2 separate regions of the Pan troglodytes genome follow, and region 1 is linked to region 2. Evidence: chromatin contacts called from public Hi-C data. All regions are on one chromosome and are shown on one strand. The core of a region is the stretch at or near the end of the contact, and the rest is flanking DNA. Distances in the headings are between cores, read along the strand shown. Region 1 has its middle 52 kb from the start of SLC30A5. Region 2 holds the start of LOC461830 (general transcription factor IIH subunit 2).

Evidence for each region. A called contact is a pair of places that touch in the nucleus more often than the background predicts.
Region 1: a contact with region 2 is called in a Hi-C map of stem cell-derived neural progenitor cells, with 2.9 times the contacts expected there. The contact joins the enhancer-like site here to the promoter of LOC461830 in region 2. A contact is called at or near these places in 1 of 7 Hi-C or Micro-C datasets (stem cell-derived neural progenitor cells) and 1 of 1 datasets of contacts at active chromatin or transcription factors (stem cell-derived excitatory neurons).

Annotation. Positions count from the first base shown.
Region 1 is chr4:45,609,515-45,616,621 of NHGRI_mPanTro3-v2.0_pri, reverse strand. No RefSeq gene overlaps it. Among named protein-coding and RNA genes, the nearest start is that of SLC30A5, 52 kb to the right of the region's middle. Within about 2 kb of position 5,176, at least 12 of the 24 cell types and tissues checked have an H3K27ac peak or open chromatin away from gene starts, as enhancers often do. A contact at or near this core is called in stem cell-derived neural progenitor cells, where this site is marked.
Region 2 is chr4:45,094,048-45,101,412 of NHGRI_mPanTro3-v2.0_pri, reverse strand. It overlaps LOC461830 (general transcription factor IIH subunit 2), which reads left to right and starts at 5,265. Exons shown (of 17, transcript XM_054685063.2): 1 at 5,265-5,378. It overlaps OCLN (occludin), which reads left to right. Exons shown (of 9, transcript XM_001158455.6): 9 at 1-2,481.

The DNA.
Region 1 (7,107 bases), core at 3,927-6,426, 520 kb before region 2:
AACGAATGAGTGAATTCAGTACGAGAAAAATTTGCTATGTGCCCACTCTTTGGGCTGCTTCATGAGGAGGAATCTCCTGAAGGGGGACTTTGTGCTAGAGAAGAACAGGCAAGCCGTGATGGGGCTGGGGCCTGAGAGAGAGCATTTGAAGGACCAGCACCCGAGAGTGTGAGAAGGGGACCCAAGCGGGATGGCCTTTTTGTTCCCTCACAGTCTCAGTCCCCTCAGAATCCCTAGGGCAGCAGTCCCCAACCCTTTTGGCACCGGGGACTGGTTTCATGGAAGACAATTTTTCCACAGATGGGGGGCAGGGGCGTGGTTTCAGGATGATTCAAGAACATTACATTTATTGTGCACTTTATTTCTATTATTATTACATTGTAATATATAATGAAATAATTATACAACTCACCATAATGTAGAATCAGTGGGAGCCCTGAGCTTGTTTTCCTGCAACGAGATGGTCCCATCTGGGTGTGATGGGAGACAGTGACAGATCATCAGGCATTCTCATAAGGAGCACACAACCCAGATGTCTCGCATGCATGGTTCACAATAGGATCTAATGCCACCACTGATCTGACAGGAGGTGGAGCTCAGGAGGTAATGTGTGCAATGGCAAGCGGCTATAGGTACATACAGATGAAGCTTTGCCTGCTCGCCAGACGCTCACAACCTGCTGTCCAGCCGGTTACTAAATTAGCTTATTTCCACCATACCAATCCATGGCCCAGGGACTGGAGACCCGTGCCCTATGAGGAACTGTTACTATGAATTAGGCTTAGTCTTTTTTTTTTTTTTTTTTTTTTGAGACAGAGTTTCACTCTGTCACCCAGGATGGAGTGCAGTGGCACAATCTTGGCTCTCTGCAAGCTCTGCCTCCCCTCCCGGGTTCACATCATTCTCCTGCCTCAGCCTCCAGAGTAGCTGGGACTACAGGCGCCTGCCACCAAGCCCGGCTGATTTTTTGCATTTTTAGTAGAGACAGGGTTTCACTGTGTTAGCCAGGATGGTCTCGATCTCCTGACCTCGTGATCCACCTGCCTTGGCCTCCCAAAGTGCTGGGATTACAGTCATGAGCCACCGCGCCTGGCCTAGGCTTAGTCTTTCAGCCTGTATTTTGCTGCATATATACCTATCTGCAAACAAAAGATACTTTTCTTTGTGTGTTAATTTCTACCCAACTTGGGAAAAATAGTAGCATCTAGTATACATCTTTCTGCAACTTGCTTTTAAAAAAAAAAAAAAAACCTCATTGCCTCCTAATATATATTGATTGAGTTCATTCATTTCAACTACTTTGCATCATTTCATCATATAAACATACCTTGATTATTTATACATTCCCCTTTTGATGGGCATTAGCTTATTTCCAATTTTCATATTTTGCAAGCAGTGCCATAATGTACAGCCTTTTCCATGTCTCCTAGTGCATATGTGCAAAAAGTTCTAGACGAATGAGTACCTAGAACTGGAGTTGTTGGATCTTGTGGCATGCTTACTTTCAACTTTACAAAATATTGCCAAATTATTTTCCAAAGTGGTTGCACCATCTAGGCACAGTGGTTCACACCTGTAATCCCAGCGCTTTGGGAGGACAAGGTGGGATGATCACTTGAGGCCAGGAGTTTGAGACTTGCCTGGGATACATAGCAAGATCCCACCTCAATTTTAAAAATAATAAAAATATAAAATATATATAAATAAACAAAGTGGATGTATTAATTTACACTTGTACCCACTCCCCAAAGACTATTCTATGACTTATTTTACTTTTGCCCTTATAATGCATATGAAGTGCTGTCTTGTTTTAGTTTGCATTTTCCAGATTACTAGTGAGGTTGTGCATCTTTTCATATACATTTTCCATCTGTGACTTGTCTATTTATACCCTTTGCCCATTTTTCTGCTTTATTTTTTGTCTGTTCCATATTGATTTGTAGGAGTTCCTTATATATTCTAGAAATTATTCCTGTGTTTCATATACCTGTTTTTTGTCCAACAGTTTGGAAACCAAAATATCACTAATCATTTCTGGAATATAGCATTCAGTTACATAGGCATTAATATCAGAAAAAATACCACTTGGTTTTCTAATCTAAAAAATTTATAAAATAGTTTCTATCTTTGACTCTGATACACCAAAAATTTTACAAAGGGTCAGTTACTGGACCATCCAAGAATAGTTTATCACGTGGTCCAAAAAAAACTTGATACAATAGAAGAACTTTCTCTCACACTTGTTTTAAACTTCCTGTATCAGTCCAGTTCTCTCCACCTCAAGGAACAAAAACAGATGGCACACACGAATTAGGAAAATTGGAGGAGGTTTTATTTACAGAGGGACTAATTACAAAGGGGTGAGTGGGGATAGCAGAGCCATAAGAGATAGTGGCAGTGGAACTGTATAGGAATAGGGTAAAAGAGAGCTTGCCAGAACCCAAAAAGAGAATGGCATAGAACAGGCCACCTAGACAAGAGCAGTGACATTCTGTTGAGAGACACAGCAACTTGTGTCAACCTCGCAGGAAGGAACCAAGGAAATATATGCCCTGACCCCATGCTCCTTTCTCTCTCCCTCCCATCTCCTGTGGAAAGCCAGAAGGCATAGGTGCCTTTGCTGTGATCCACACAGGACAGCCTCCCAGAAAAGAAAATTATGGATAAAGGTGGAAAATGAATCTAAAAGGTCAAATTGAAGAAATCCAGCAAGCTTGCCTTGCCAAATAACTTCAGATTCTATACCACACAAAAGAAAGGCAGATAAACTTTAAATGTAAAGAGTGACTTAAAGCACTTTTCTGGGCACAGTGGCTCACCCCTGTAATCCCAGCACTTTGGAAGGCTGAGGCGTATGGATCACCTGAAGTCAGGAGTTTGAGATCAGCCTGGCCAACATGGTGAAACCTCGTCTCTACCAAAAATACAAAAACTATCCCAGCATGGCGGTTCATGCTACTTAGGAGGCTGAGGCAGGAGAATCACTTGAACTCGAGAGGCGGAGGTTGCAGTGAGCCAGGATCATGCCACTGCACTCCAGCCTGGGCAATAGAGCGAGACTGCATCTCAAAAAGAAATTTTTTAAAAAGAGCACTTTCTGGAATTATACAAGAGTAGTGAAAGATGGATAATAGAGGCAGATACCACTTTATCTCCTATTTTCTATCTTTCATTTCTGCCAAGGAGAAAGATTACTGGCCAGAAAACAATACAACAAGGATCCAGATGAAAGATCTAAAAATCCAAACTGGTGGAAACATCATAAGAAAGCATCTGGGTTCTCTACATCGGTGCAAACCTCCTGGCCCCAACAAACTACATCCTAGCCTACACCTAGAAGAGATTGGTGACAAAATGAGCTGCTGTTGTTATCACAAAAGAATTCTAGAAACTGGGGCAGGAATCAATAGTGCAATTCTCAGGCAGGTTGTCTAACACCACCTTGAACACGGAGAGAAGAAAGTGGAGCATTTAACTGTGCATAAGATTCAGATAGGGAAAGTCATGACTAATGAATTAACAGGACTTCTGTTTTTATCCAAACTCTGCCAGAGTGACAAATCAGAAGAAGCTGTCAATACGCAGCTTCACCATTTGAACTCCGCATTTGATAGAGACTTTTACCTTGTGAACAAGACAGAAGAATGTGGGCCAGATGATCACAAAGATAGGTGCTAATTATGAATCAATGTCAGCCCAGAGTTTCTAGTGTAAAGGAATTCTGTTTGCAGTCTTGTCCTGTTCATTGAGTAAATAGCTGAGTGTACAGTTGGCTTGCTAATGCACTTCTCTGACTGCTGGGAAAGGTAGCCAATATATTTAATATGGCAGAGTGAAGATCCAAAGGCTCTAACGATAAGCCAAACTTAATAAAAATTTTAACTGAAATAAATGTAAAGCCCTACGCTTACATTTTTTTCGTGCATAAGAACAGAATCAGGTCCAGGCGCGGTGGCTCACACCTGTAATCCCAGCACTTTGAGAGGCCGAGGTGGGCGGATCACCTGAGGACGGGAGTTCAAGACCGCCTGACCAACATGGAGAAACCCCGTCTCTACTAAAAATACAAAAAAAAAATTAGCCGGGCATGGTGGCGCATGCCTTTAATCCCGGCTACTCGGGAGGCTGAGGCAGGAGAATCGCTTGAACCCGGGAGGCGGAGGTTGTGGTGAGCCGAGATTGCACCATTGCACTCCAGCCTGGGCAACAAGAGTGGAAACTCCGTCTCAAAAAAAAAAAGAACAGAATCAGAAAAACATGACTAGGCCCCTAATTAAACATGGTGGGGTTTATTTCTTTCTTGTTTTATTTCTTCTGTCCTCCCAAACCTATCAAAATGATAATAGATTAATTTTTCACAAAAAGTAAAACTCAAAAAAAAAGAATGAGAGAGGAGAAATAGAAGACAGGAGATATGAGCAATAATTTGAAACACAGAAAGTGCATAGTAACTGATTTAGCAGAGCCTACCGTCAATGGGTCTGCAAAGAGGAATTCCAATGAAAGTGAAACCAATTCACTCCCAAGAACCCTGGAAAGACCTAGCACTAGGTTCTGTCCGGGTGCTGCAGAAAGGAGTGGTGAAGCACTGAGTGAAAAGGAATAGTGTGTGAAAGTATTCATATTAATAGAATGAGCTGCTTAGCGAGGGTGTGTTTTCATTCACTGAAGATGTTGGAGCAGAATTAAACACTAATCAAATATGTTATAAAAGTGATTCAAATGTTGGACACAAACTTGACTCCAATGACTTTTAAAGCCCCATCACTCTGAAATCCTATGATTCTAGAATTTATAGTTACTTATAAAATTGTGTAGACAGGACTTCAACAGGTTTTAGGTACTTCCGGATGTATTTTTATCAGCGTCCAATAGGTGGCGCTGTGGTATAAGATGAGACTCAGCAAATGGCTGCCCTTACTTGATTCTCCTGTGCCCTACCGAGTGTCTAATAACAAGTAACAGCTAGAATGTTTGATTTTTTTAAATCGGAAATCTAAACCCAGAGATTCAGAACACCTAGGTTTCATAGTTCTTGTGGCGCATGAGCCTTTGTGTGATTTAGTTTGTCATCCTTCTCTGTCCTTCCGTCTTATTCCTATCCAAGTTGTGGCACTTCAATGTATTTGTCGTTCTCGGACAGCAAAGTAAGTCAAACGCGAAACAACTCCCCCTTCACATCCCGGATGCCCTGCCTCCATTGCGTGTACCCTTTATCTCAGGGCTCTGAGTGTGTGGGGCTCTACAAGCGTTATCTCCCTTGATTTAAAAAATAATAATAAATAAAAACAAGACAAAACAAAGAACTTACTGTTCCAGCACAAGTTTACATCAGTATCGATCAGGAATACGATTGTCTCCGGCTGTCCTCCCTTTTCTGCTGATTAGGAGATTCATGCTTCGCTTCTTTGTTTTTGTTGTTTTTGTTTTCGTTTTGATTTTTAATCAAAACGTTTCGTTTGATTATTAAATGAATTCCTTCATATCATAACCAAGTCCAATACACTTTGCTTCCTAAAAGCTAATTACTTAATATCTAGCTCTTATTGACAAATTTTGCCACTCATCAAAGTTGTAAAACTTGGTTTCTTCATTTCCCTTTATCTGCTTCAGATTTACAAGGTCCCTGGGGAATTTCTGCTCCTCATCAAGGAATGTCTCCATCAACTCCATATATTCAGGTAACTCTGCTCCTACATTCAAGACTCAAATCCAGGAAAATTTCCTAACATGAGGCATCTGTAAAGCTGTCCAATTCACCCTCTTGGCATAACCTGTCCCACAGGGTTTTTCAACTTAATGATTTTTTTTTCATTTTGGCTAAATGCCATTAGTCCACCCAGAAAGCAAGACTGGCTTTTTTTGTTTGTTTGTTTTTAACGGAGGTTTCACTCTTGTCACCCAGGCTGGAGTGCAGTGGCGCGATCTCAGCTCACTGCAACCTCCGCCTTCCAGGTTCAAGTAATTCTCCTCCCTCAGCCTCCTAAGTAGCTGAGATTACAGGCACGTGCCACCACTCACAGCCAATTTTTGTATTTTTAGTAAAGACGGGGTTTCACCATGTTGGCCAGGCTGGTCTCAAACTCCTGACCTCAAGTGATATGCCTGCCTCAGCCTCCCAAAGTGCTGGGATTACAGACGTGAGCCATTGCACCGGCCAAGACTGCCTTTTTTAAATACTTGAGTCTAGTCTAACTGACAAGAAATGTTAGTGAGTTGAGTTGGGGGGAAAAAGGCCCATACTCACAATGCAAAACAGTAACAAAGCCCAAACAACAGCAACAACAACAAAAAACCAGCATTCTTTCCATGACCAGATTTTCAATAGTAATTTCATCTTTGCACCTTGTGTAAGTACACATCCTAGCAGCCTTGCTCAGTTATATATCTGATTGACTGTTGTTGTTTTGCTTGGTTTTCTAAAATGTCCTCTGTACTAATCTGATCTGAATTCATATTTTCCATCAGTTCTATACCAACTTTCTAGACTTGATCTTTCTGTTGTTCTCTGGAAAGAACAGAAGTATTTAGAGCAGTTAATAAGCACTTGTGGAAACCTCTCTGAGTGGTTTGTCTCACAGAAGGAAGAGTTACACCTGGCTAATTAGTCCTCCAACTACATCGTTTCTATAGTTTCAAAACGTTCTCACATTTCCAACATCAATGGTGTAAGTGAACACCCACCCACCCCAAATCACAAAATAAAAAACTTTCAAAGGAATGTTATGCATTTGTCATACAGATTCTCATATGTTTATTTTAAATTTATTATGTTCATAACATATTTAGTCTGTTAAGTAGCTTATAATGTTGGGTTGGAAGTAGTGCTCTTAGTGGTCCTTGTAATCTGCTATCAGGCAAATTGCAGAGCCTATTGAAGAGGAAAGATTTTCAACTTTGTGGGTTCGAATTCTACATACAAGCCCCTACTCAAGCCGCATTCATTTATGTTGTGATGAAGCTGTGTACTGGGAGACCCTGGAACAGCCCAATGGGTTCACCTTTCCCACTGCCTAGACAGAGCGAATTTATCAAGACAGGGGAATTGCAGTAGAGAAAGAGTAATTCACACAGAGCTGGCTGTGCAGGACACCAGAGTTTTATTAT
Region 2 (7,365 bases), core at 4,016-6,515:
TTTTTTTAGAATAATCTATAAACTGAACTTTAGTATGCATTTCAGATATTTAGGTATATAATTTTTTTTTTTTTTTTTTTGAGACAGAGTCTCACTCTCACCCAGGCTGGAATGCAGTGGCGCTATCTTGGCTCACTGCAACCTCCACCTCCCGGGTTCAAGCGATTCTCTTGCCTCAGCCTCTCGAGTAGCTGGGACTACAGGTGCCCATCACCATGCCCGGCTAATTTTTGTATTTTTAATAGAGACGGGGTTTTACCATATTGGCCAGGTTGGTCTTGAACTCCTGACCTTGTGGTCTGCCTGCCTCGGCCTCCCAAAGTGCTGGGATTACAGGCGTGAGCCACCATGCCTGGCCTAAGTGTGTGTGTGTGTATTTTTTTTTTTTTTTTTTTTTTGAGATGGAGTTTTGCTCTTGTTGAACAGGCTGGAGTGCAATGTCGCGATCTCAGCTCACCACAACCTCCGCCTCCCAGGTTCAAACAATTCTCCTGCCTCGGCCTCCCGAGTAGCTGGGATTACAGGCATGCGCCACCACGCCTGGCTAATTTTTTTTTGTATTTTTAGTAGAGATGGGGTTTCTCCATGTTGGTCAGGCTGGTCTCGAACTCCTGACCTCAGGTGATCCATCCACCTCGGCCTCCCAAAGTGCTGGGATTAGAGGCGTGAGCCACTGCGCCCGGCCTATAATTTTTGATAGATGATTTTGAATTATTTTCCGGAGATAAAATTTTAAATGTTTCCATTATATCACTGATTTATTTCTGCAAATTGAATAAATTCTTAATTTTCTGCATGCACATAATACAAAAGGTATTTTCATAGCTTTTGGATTTATACCAAATGAAAAGGACTCTCTTGATGAGCACCTTTAACTGATTTTTCTGTGTTAAATTTTTAACAATTTGTTCTTGGAAGTCAGTTCGTGAAGGCAAGTTTGTCAGTATTTTCACAAAACTATTCAGCTGAATCCAGAAAGTGAAACAGCAAGAATTTGCATTGTAAAATTGTGTTATAAAATTGGACTTTGAAATTTCAAAAATAAGAAAAATTTTCATGTGTATTTATACTAAATACCGTTTTAGGAAACTAGGATCAGGGTGTTTCTGTTGGCGTTGGCATTAAATAGCTGGATGTAAATTTGAAAAGCCACTCAAGCATTGTTTCCTAGTCTAGAAAGTCAGAGGTTTAGATTAGATTTCCGACATCCCTTCCATTTCTGACCTGTAGTTCTTGTCTGGAATTCTGCTTTGTTATAAACTATTGTTCTAAGGAGTTTGTTGTGATAGCACATAGTTCATTTTGTAAAGATTCCCTGTGTATAAAGTGATGCCCTACATATGTGATTTTGTATTAAAAGTATATAGGATCATTATTTTATTTTGAAAAATTTAAATACAGAAAAGTATAAAATATAAGTACCATCCGCCCAGAAATAACATGTGTTAATGTTTTGTCATATGTGCTTTATATTTTTTGAAATAAAGTGAAGTCAACTAGTATTTATAGTAAATAAGTTACATACACATAAGTACATATATGATATTTAATCCTCACAACGATCTTTTGACATGTGACCATTTCTTATTCTTCTTTTATAGACAAGGAACTAATGATATGATAGATTAACTGGCTGTTGTCACACTAGCAAGTGGCAAAACAAGGGATTAGGATCTTAGTCTCTTCAACTGTTAGATTCTATACTTCCATCCTGTGTTGACTTTGTTAATGGATTGGATAATGTGAGATCACTCTGATGTAAATAAAGTATCCTATATTAATTTCGAGTGCATTTTAAGTACTTGTAACATAAATGCTTCCTGTGAAATATCTGTAAAGACCTGAATGGGTACATGTGTGTAAAGAAGAATCAGGGCAGAAAAGTGCTTTTATCGTGGCTCCGGGGACCTTAGCTTCAGTTGGTGTTGTGAGAATTCCTCACACAAGGACATTCTCCTTGCTTCAGCATCAGGATGGAAGTGTTTCTCATCTGGACTTTTTCAAAGACTCAGCTGGAGGAATCAGAATTCATAATTTCCTGGCAGCTCATGATTCTGCTACACTACACCATGCCATCTCTTGTGTGAAAGGACAGATTTGATGGAGGACTATGTCATCCCTCATGCGTTTCTTATTGTCTACATTTATTCTAATGGGAAGAAGTGAGCAAAAACACCTCAATAATTTGGGTAGTTTTTAGAAAACCTTGTTAGTAAATTAGAATAGTGCCACTTTGGCATTATGAGAAAGAAGCATGGATACATAACTAGGGTTTTGTGTATGACTACAACGAAATGCAGAATGGTGTCTCCAAAAGGTTTCCAGTTGCTGCCACAAGACCTGCTTGGTATTGCCTACATGTGTTGTCCTATTTTTGCTTTGCCCTTCTGCAGTTACTTGCTGTGGGACCTTGGAGAAATTAACTTAGCCTCTCTGTACTTCAGTTTTTTGTATTTGTAAAATATATTTGTAATAATCTCATAGTTAAGAAGGTAGTTAATGTGTGACTCAGTCCTTGTCTAAAAGTAAATATGCCTAGCTACCCCCATCTTCCAAAGCCAGAAGGTGAAACTTTAACAAGTTTTCTAAAAGCAAATTGTGTTTTTTAAAAGTGCATGTGTCATCCAATCCCATATGATTGATTTGTGCTGGGTGCAGCCTTAGAATGTAAATTCTTTTGAATTCTAGGCAGAGAATGCAGGATTGGCATTCTAAATATTTGTACATGATAAACAAATGCTTCTTTAGGTTAGAGCAAATAGTTTACTTATCAAGATCACGATTGTTAGATACTGTTGTCAATTACAGAGGTTTTAGATGAGGCTTTCTGGAATGATTTAGTTTCCCTGTAAGGGAGCCTGTCTATTGGAATAGACAGGTTCACTTCTCCCAGTCTTTCAAGTTGCATGCTTTTTATATCTGATTCCACTGGCTGAGCTGATTGTGAATGTCCTAACCCTGTTGATTGTGTCTGGCCACTCATGGGCAAAGAACAGATTATCCATTCTTTATAGTTGTCTTTTAGTTTTACAAGTTGAAAAAACATCTGAGTAGGTTAGATAATTTATTCTACCACTTTGTAAATGATTAGAATATGTCAGTCATAATCATGCCAAGAGATTATGGATTTATGCATATTTTGTTTTGCTGTAGTACCATTCCTAGTTGAATCTTAACATCCATGTCTAAAATCTATACAGAGCAAATATTACAGTTGGGAAAACTGTTTCAGTCTCCTCTCTTCGCAAATATGCTTTATATTTATTGGGGAGTCCTCTATCTTTTTCCTGGTTTTCCTTAAAGCCTTCCCAGGCTGATGGATAACAAACATATGCAAGAAACTTGGGGCTTGGGATTCCTCTAGGCTGTTTGTCCTAGAGGAATGCATCCCATCTTGCAAATAGGATGGTCAATTAAGATGGAAGGAAGCAAAAGTGTGGATAGGAAGGAAGGGCACAAAAGGAAAAGTGTGGAATTTGTGTGTGAGTCCTCTAATGAGGTCAAAGGTGGGAGGGAGGCAAGCATGGAAGCTTCCTGGCACTGCGATACTAATTTCCCCTCCTCTCCCTTTTAAAATCCTGTCTTCTGGGAGGAAATGAGACTGATTATGGAGTTCCCACTAAGCCCTGCAGGGTTGGTGGAGACAACCCCATTTTACACATTAGTTCATAGACTTGGGTTGTGACTTGCTTGAGGTCACCCAGCCAGTGTGTCAGAGCCTGATTTTAAATCCAGGGCTGTTCTTTACACTGCTATGCAAGATACCTTCTGTATATATTTTTGAGGGAGACAACAGAGATGGGAAAAAATTTTAACAATAAAGGCAATGGAGGGGATGAGTATGCTGATGGGGAAGGAAAGAGGCCCCAGCTTCTGCAGTTCCTTTGTGTTATTCCTAATCCTTTTCTCATCTGGGGGTGCACTGCCTCTCCATTTCTCAAGTATGGGAAATGCCAATAATTCCACTTGTGTTAATTGGCAGTCAGACAACTTGTCCAAAACTGAATTGATCTTACCCACCCCGCCAACATTTCAATAATTGCAACCCCAACCTTTCAGTTGCTCAGCTAAAGACTATGGAGGTATCCTTGATTCTTTTCTCATAACACACATCCAGTGTATTGGTAAGATTTAGAATTCAGTCACTTCTCACCAGCTGCTGGTCCAAGCCATCACAATTCCCCCAAAGTTCTTAACAGTGCTCACAGCCTCTCCTCCCCACCTTACCCATCTGATTGCAGCTGCCACCACTCATCCCCTGCTCACTCCTGCAGTCGTCAAAGACCCCAATGCATTTGTACCTCAGGGCCTTTGCACTTGCAGCTCTCTTTGTCTGAAGAGCTTTTCCCCTAGGTATCAGCAGGGTTAACACCCTTCCTCATTCAGGTCATGGCTTAACTGTCTTCCCAGTGAGGACTCCTCTGGCCACCCTATTTTATTTTTTGAGATGGAGTCTCTGTCACCCAGGCTGGAGTGCAAGGTTGGCTCACTGCAACCTGTGCCTCCTGGATTCAAGCGATTCTCCTGCCTCAACCTCCCGAGTAGCTGGGATTACAGGCGCCTGCCAGCACGCCCGGCTAATGTTTTTGTATTTTTAGTAGAGACGGAATTCACTATGTTGGCCAGGCTGGTCTCGAACTCCTGCCCTCCGATGATCCACCCCCGCTCGGCCTCCCAAATCACCATGCCTGGGATTACAGGCGTGAACCATCGCACCCGGCCTGGCCACCCTATTTTAAACTGCAAACTTTTCCTCTTCAATGCTTAGTTTTTCTCCACAGCATTATCACCATTTCATATAGTATATGTTTTTCTTCATACTGACTCCCCTTGGAGAAGGAAAACTCCACGAGAGCAATGATTTTTGTCAGTTTTTCATTGTTATTTCCTCAGTGCTTAGACATGCATCAGGCTCAAAGTAGATGCTCAATGTTTGCTGAATGAACAGCAAGAGCAACGGAGGAGTCCTGAAATACACAGCAAGAAGCAAGGATAACTCTGGCTTTACTTCTGTGGCCAGGGTCCTTCATCCCAACCTTTTAGAAGTAGAAAAACAAAATCGAGCTCCTCAGAACCCAGGTCGATGGCTGCAGAGCCTTCGACCTTCCGAGAGCGAATGGCGATCACTCTTTCCGGTTCTCTGCGAATTCCAGCTGGAACACCGTCCCTTTCCGCGCCCCAACTCAGCGGAGGGCATGCCCTGCACCCGAGCGCATGCCCTGCACCCGAGCGCCCCGCTCCGGCAGCTGCACTCTGCAGCATCCGGAACGTTTCGGCGTGGCCGCAGGGCGCGGCGGAATGACTTCCGGGGCGCCCCTAAAGCGGCGGAGAGGAGTGTCGGGCGGAGTTTCCGGCTGAGAGTCCTTCTAGCGGGGCCGGTGAGTCCGCGTGTGGAAGTCTGTGAGGCGCAGAGGTGGGGCAGGCCGTCTGGCTAGCTAGGCGGCTGGGAGCGTTTTCGTGGCGGGGAACGGAGGTTGAATTGCCCTGCCTGAGCTCATAGGGAAGGAGGATGTGAAGGAGCTTGTGAAGGCAGAGGAAGGTAACTTTCGTCTGGGGAGCCGCAGAGTAGGGAGGGAAGCTGCAGGCCGTCTCTCCCTAAGTAAAAGCGCGACTTTTAGAAATGATGGTTCAGGGTTCGAGTTTGTGACCCGCTTGAGAAAGTGACCAACCTCTGAGCCTGAATCCCATACCTGAAAAACAAGGACAGTAATCACCCTTGCCAGTTTCACATAGCTTGGTAAGGTGTGAAGAAAAGCTTCTTAAATTGGGATGTTTGGTGCTCTCATTTGTTGGCAGATAGCATTCCGAGCTCATGTAACGGGAATCACACCAGTAGGCTTATGCTGAGGAACGTGGATTGTTTGGGGTTGGATTCCAGGAAACAGATCACTTAAATTTTTTTTTTTTCTTCGAGACGGAGTCTCGCCCTGTCGCCAGGCTGGAGTGCAGCGGCGCAATCTCAGCTCACTGCAACCTCCACCTCCTGGGTTCAAGCGATTCTCCTTCCTCAGCCTCCCGAGTAGCTGGAACTACAGGCGCGCGCCACCACGCCCAGCTAATTTTTGTATTTTCAGTAGAGATGGGGTTTCACCATGTTGGCCAGGATGGTCTTGATTTCTTGACCTCGTGATCCTCCCGCCTCGGCCTCCCACAGTGCTGGGATTACAGGTGTGAGCCACCCACCTGGCCTTGCTGATATTTTTAAGAAGAAAATGGACTGTTGGGAAGTGACAGGCCGTTGGAGATCTTTACAAAGTCCATCTTCAGGATGCATGAATCCTTTAAACAGCATGCATGTTTACAATCAGACTTCCCATTGAACGTCTGCAGTTTTAGGGACCTTAATACCTCCTGTCCAGTCGGATTTCCCATTGCAGGCAGCTCTAATTAAGAAGTCCTTTTAGCCGGGCGTGGTGACTCATGCCTGTAATCCCAACACTTTGGAGGACCGAGGTGGGCGGACCAGTTGTGGTCAGGAATTCGAGACCAGGCCTGGCCAACAGGCTGGTGAAACCCCGTCTCTACTAAAAATAAAAAAGTTAGCTGTGGTGGCTTGTGCCTTAATCTCAGCTATTCGGGAGACAGAAGAGACAGTAGAATCGCTTGAACCCTGGAGGCGGAGGTTGCAGTGAGCTGAGATTGCGTCACTGCACTCCAAGCCTGGGCGACAGAGCAAGACTCTTGTCTCAAAAAAAAAAAAGAAAAAAAAGAATTCCTTTGGTATGGTCAGCCAAAAGTCTCTCAGTTGCTATTTATTTTTATATTTATAATATTTATTATATATTTATAATTATTTTATTTATTTTGAGATAGGGTCTCACTCTGTCACCCAGTCTGGAGTGCAGTAGTGAACATGACTCACTGTAGCCTCGACTCTCCTGGGCTCAAGCCATCCTCCCTCTTTTGCTTCCCAAGTAGCTGGGACTCAAGTACTCGCCACCTCGCCCAGCTAATTTTTTGATGTTTTGTAGAGACAAGGTTATTGCCCAGGCTGATCTGAGCGCCTAAACTCAAGCGATCCTTTTGACTTGGCCTCCCAAAGTGCTGGGATTACAGGTTTGAGCCACTGTGCCCTGCCAAGAATTTGAGTTTAAAAACGTTGAGAACGTTATGCGAGTTTTTCATTTTTGAAGTTCACAATACGTAACAGAAAACAGGGAGGAGCAAAATGTTCAGTTGAGGCTGGGTGCGGTGACTCACGCCTGTAATCTCAGCACTTTGGGAGGCCGAGGTGAGTGGGTCACCTGAGGTCAGGAGTTCGAGACCAGCCTGGCCACCATGGCGAAACCCCATTTCTACTAAAAACACAAAAGTTAGCCGGGTGTGGTGGTGGGCTCTCGTAATCCCAGCTACTCGGGAGGCTGA